Regions from separate parts of the Zea mays genome. Here region 1 is linked to region 2. The links are chromatin contacts, called in public Hi-C maps. All regions are on one chromosome and are shown on one strand. The core of a region is the stretch at or near the end of the contact, and the rest is flanking DNA. Distances in the headings are between cores, read along the strand shown.

Region 1 (2,700 bases), core at 185-2,684, 150 kb before region 2:
GAAGCAGGGTCTGCTTATTTAATTTTTTTTTTTACATAGTGCCGAGTTAATAGCATTTTGTTAAGGGTGCCTCAAAGCTTTCCGTTAACTCTGATTTTTGGCTCAAAGCTTTCTGCTAACTCTGAGGGCTCATTTGGATTGCGGGTTTTTTTTCCTATTTCCTGTGTTTTCATGTGAAAATAAACTGATTTCTACGAAATTTCTATATGATTTCTAATGAAGCCCTGATCCTTAAAAAGACTGTCTAGGAATAAGATGTTCACATCTCGTCGTAGTTGGCTTATCCTGCTGAATCTTCTAAAAAAACCTAGCACAAAAGAATATATAAAATAGAAAACCTAATTGTGTTAGATTCTACACGAGTAGATCTATACACAGTGAAGGTATATAGTACAATATACTTTCGTACAAATTTTATTTTTACTGTAACTTTAGGTCTTTACTTTTCTGTGACTAATTTATAGACGCAATTTCTCTGATCTAATTATAGTAATTTTTATGATAGACTAATAAGTACATGCTTGAGCTGTAGTAAAAGGTTCATGCTCATTGGATCATATATAGTTGAGTTATAGATTTATCTTGGTTTATGTTTATTAAATAGTTTCTAAATGAAATTAAATCTATAACTCAGTCATATATGATCCAATGATCGAGCTCAGACTTTTGTTGGACTCTAAATGAGTACATAGATCTACATAGTGAATTTGGTATGCTCTATTACAAAGTTTTTTTGTTGTATCTTTATATCTATAGTTCTATGTAATTAATTCATACAAGGAACTTCTATGGTCCAATTATGTTGAATTTTTTATGGTATATTAAACATTGAATGTCTGGTATACAACAAAAGGTTCATGCTCACCATGACTGAGAAATATATAACTCATTCATATGAAATTTTTACTACAAATCATGGTGCAATGACTAGCATACCACAAAAAATTTCAATATAATTGGATGAGAGAAACTAGAGCTATAAATTTATTAAAAAAACTATAGATCTAAAGTTACAGAAAAAATACTTTGTCCTAAAATATATCATATGATATGTTTAGTATGTAGATCTACTCATGTAGAGTCTAACGCAACTAGATTTTATATTATATTTTTTTCTATGATTGCTATGGTTTTAAAAAGATTTAGCTAAAATAAATATAAAAAGAAGAAAAACCACAGTGTTAATCTGGCAAGGGTAAGTGTACGGTTGTGTGACAAGCTGGAGAAGTTATTTCTGGTTTTAGATCTGACAAAGAAAAAAACCAACTTAAAAACCGAAAAAAAACTGTCTTTTAGGATAGTCGAGAAGGTAAAGTAAACTTATTCCTAAACGTAAGGGTTAGCTGAAAAAAGATCGGCAACGGGGCCAATGATGCCCAACCCGACCCTTCTTCGTGGGACGGTTTTCAATTGGACGAAGAGGCCCGTGTTGCAGTGCGGCCCAAAAAGGCCACAGCAAGTGTTGCTTCCTTCGCTGGATCGCCTCGTGCAGGCCCAAGCAGGCCGTGCGTCGAGTTGAATACGTCCAATCATTTGGGACGTTTCCCATATTTTTGTTTCTCTTTGTGCACTGAACTGAACAAGTCACCGAACCGTATTTTTTTAATATTGGCTGGCGCAAATCAAGAAGGAGGCATCCAATAATGACCTACTAGTGTGTAGTGGGTTTTAATTCGCTGGTTTGCTTGGCCTTCTCTGTGGATTTGATTCGAGTGCTTGTTTTTTTCTCGGATATGTTGAAGTTTCGAATGAGCGGGGTAGCTTAAGCTTTTGTGTTAAACTGGTTAATGGTTGGCATGAGAGTTAGAGGTCTTGAGTTTGAATCTTGGCAGATTGTACAAATGACAAGAAAAATAAAATAAAATCTCACATTAAGTTTGCAAATTGGCAACTGATCTAGGGTTACTGCGGGCTCAGCTTGAAGACAAGTGAGCAGCAGCTGTTGACCAGCTTGAAGCCTGTGCCTGAATCCTCACACCAACGACATTGGAGGCCAGCCAAACAATGAGATCCACAAGTCTACTCCAACAAACACATGAATGAGCAGGCAGGCACCCTACTCGACCATTGCTGCAGGGGCGTCGTCTACCTCCCCAGGCATGCTAGGTATTGAAATCGTTGAGCTAGGCGTATCTAAATTAAGGCCCTATCAATAAGGATGATAATATCTAACACTCTTGTGTCATGCATGGTGGGTTGTGTGTAATCAATCTGGCGATGTCAGACAATGACTGATTGGTTCTGGTTGGCCTTAATTTGCTAATTTCAAAGGCACATATATATCATGTTCTAGTGACAGGGGGGGGGGGGGGGGGGGGGGGGGGGGGGGACGAAATCTTTTGTTTTTAACCTCTTCTTGCTCAGCGGTATTCAGCGTCGAATTCACTGCACATGCTGGTAGCCAGTCTGGTGTCAGTACACGAGCTCTGAGACGGAAAGGAAGGTAAATGATTTTGGTCCGTCTGCCGCGCTGCTCCTGCTGCTGCGAGATAGCACGGGAATCATGTTGCCCGCACGCTGGTGGCCTGTGGGACGAGCTAGGCGAGGCGTGTGTGATCGGACGTGAGAGCGCTTTCGCTTTAAGCAAAAATGATGATGATGGCACATGAAATACATTGGCATGGCAGTCCGTCGGCATCCTTTTCCATTCTTCGGCGTTCGATCGGCCACGTCCTGCTGATTTGCAACACACTCACGCAG
Region 2 (2,700 bases), core at 4-2,503:
AAGTTTTCACAGGATCACCTATTCACCCCCCCTCTAGGTGCTCTCACTTGCGCGAGCCGTTGAAATTGTACTGAGTGGGGCGAGAGTCTTGCGAGACAGTGACAACCGCATTTGTGTCACGGTCACCAACGTGCACCAGAGGGAACGAGGCCCGCAGCGTTTTGCCCGGAAACTTGTTAGTGGAGACGGCGGGGAGCGTCCGAGAGGAGCCATAAGCGGAGCACCACTTACGCGTGGAGAAGGCCCGCGGCTCTCTACGGAGTTACTCGACCGAGATGCTTGGCTCTCGTGTGGGCTTCCCTTTGCGTAGGAGCACCAACGAGGATTAGTCGGGACCTTGCGTGGTTCCGGATACCTCGGTAAAAATACCGGCGTCATCCACGAGAGTTTGCATCTCTACCTTGCTCTTTAGCTTCCGCATTTATATTAAGCATTTAAGTTGTAATTTTGTCTTTATAATTAGATTGCTTTGTATTGAAACTTAGACATTACGGTAGAGATAACAACACTTAGACAAAACATAGTTTGCACATTCTAGTTTGATTATTTACATATGTTTTGCTTTATAAATTTAATTATGCCCTTGTTTAGAGAAAGTTTTAAAACTCTTAATTCACCCGCCCTTTTTAGGCGTCACCTGTTTCCTTTAGAGGACACAGAAAAAATTAACTCATATTTAGCACAACTCAGCTTCATTGTTGAAGCTATGTTTAAACCAGTTTTGTGAGTACAGCTTTATCAGTGAAGCTGAGCTATTTTAGAAATTTTGTTTAATAAAATAGCTTTAACGACAATTTCATGCATGACTAAGAGACAGTGGCGGAGTAAGCCCAAGACCGGAGCTTGGACACCGATTTAAATTTCTAGATTTCATCTAAGTCTCTATTCAATATAGATTAATAAATTTCAATACTATATTCTACTATCAAATGTCTCCTCATCGCTAACAATAAAAAAATCACAATACGTTGATACTCAATACTTACATTAAACCAAATGTTCAATCAACGATTATATACTATTATATACGTACTATAAAAAAACAATTAACAGTTGAGAAACCATAAATTGACAACAACTCACTTCGGTTGTGACTTGGGCGGTACGAAGTAGGGGCTGCGACAGAGGCGCGGCTGGGCAGCTGGCCCTGGCCGACGCGGGGCGTGTGGCTGACGTGGCAGTCCAGAACGGCTGAGCTCTACGGCGGAGCAGGCACGCAGTTGGTCAGAGCAGCGGCACTCGTTGCTTGCCCGCTTCCTGTTTCGTGCCTTCGCAAGCTGGAAACGATGGCTGCTGGGCCGAGGATTGGAGAGTTGGACCATACATACTGGGCCCTTGCAGGCTGAAGCCCAGGCACGTGTTCGGAGTATCCGAGCTGTGTCTCTGCAACTGCTAAGTTTATTCACAATGGTAGTTTCATTATGGTTTCATACATATTTAATAGTATAATATTAAAGGTAAATGAGTTTTGTGGAATAAAATTGATTTTATGAGGATGAAACTATGTCAACTAGTTTTCAAGGTCTTGGAAATCATGTGAAAGATCTATTAAAAGTGGTTTATTTCATCTTCATATATTTTACTGATTTGTATTGACTATTTAGTTGCATCATTCAATTAATATGTTAGTGTATGAAATAGTGTAGTGAAATAGCCACTGTGATTAGCCTAAGAGAGAACAAAGATATAAAAAACTACTTTTTTAGTTCCACCTTTGACCTTTCTTCATTCCGTGTACAGATTAGCTTCGTCAATCAGTTTAGAAAAAATGAAAAAAAAATATATGTTACAACAATTCTATCGGTGGAAAGGGTGGTGTTGACGCCTTTTCGGAGCACCAAATACTCAATAAGAACCGTGACGGTGCTCTCTGGTCAGGCGCGGACGGTCCGCGACCTGGCGCAGGGGCTAGGGTTCCCTACCTAATGGCCGGACCGTCCGCACCCTAGGGCCGGACGGTCCGCGCGTGCGCAAGGGCGGCGGAGGATCGCCGGCGGCGCCTAGATCTCGCTCCCGGGAGGGACCCCGTCGGAGAGAAGAGATCCTAGGAGTTGTATAGGCTCGGGTAGACCGACCTAAACTCCTCTAATCGACGTAGAGTCAAAGAGAAGCAGAGGATTTGAGGATTGGAAGACTAAACCTAAACTAGACTAGAACTACTCCTAGGATAAAATGTAAATTGTATTGATTGAAGGTTCGATTCGTTTATCAAATCGACCGTTTAGCTCTCTATTTATAGAGGAGGGGGCTGGACCCCTTACAAACAAATTTTTGAGTTTATCCCGAGATTCTCGCCAGCAAACATAGCAAGAAACTCGGAACACTAATCTGTTCTGCGCCTATGCGGACCGTCCGGCCCACAGACGCGGACTGTCCGGACCGTGGACCGTCTGGCCCCAGGGCCGGACCGTCCGGCCTTCTCATTTTGGTGCCCAACATATGCCCCCTGCGTTTTGGTGGAGCTGAGCAAACCAAAAGCATTTAACTCGATGTGATTACATCGGTTTTCTTAAGCATCTTGCCACATACTAGGATGGTACTGCTTGAGAAAACGTCCATTCAAAGCCTTAGGTAAATCCTTGCCTTGTAATGTTTGTAGTAAATAGGCATTACCAGACATTACCTGTTTTACTTTATAAGGACCCTCCCAGCTTAGCGACCACTTCCCAAACTTTTTGTCTTTGTTCCTTAGCGGCAGGA

The links. Hi-C and Micro-C count contacts between places; a contact is called where the count stands out from the background.
Region 1: a contact with region 2 is called in a Hi-C map of leaf, with 5 times the contacts expected there. The contact joins two enhancer-like sites. A contact is called at or near these places in 3 of 25 Hi-C or Micro-C datasets (ear, leaf and leaf mesophyll).

What each region holds. Positions count from the first base shown.
Region 1 is chr5:173,996,190-173,998,889 of Zm-B73-REFERENCE-NAM-5.0, reverse strand. No RefSeq gene overlaps it. Among protein-coding and RNA genes, the nearest start is that of LOC103627259, 29 kb to the right of the region's middle. Within about 2 kb of position 1,434, at least 16 of the 20 cell types and tissues checked have an H3K27ac peak or open chromatin away from gene starts, as enhancers often do. A contact at or near this core is called in ear, leaf and leaf mesophyll, where this site is marked.
Region 2 is chr5:173,843,499-173,846,198 of Zm-B73-REFERENCE-NAM-5.0, reverse strand. No RefSeq gene overlaps it. Among protein-coding and RNA genes, the nearest start is that of LOC100280896, 43 kb to the left of the region's middle. Within about 2 kb of position 1,253, at least 17 of the 20 cell types and tissues checked have an H3K27ac peak or open chromatin away from gene starts, as enhancers often do. A contact at or near this core is called in ear, leaf and leaf mesophyll, where this site is marked.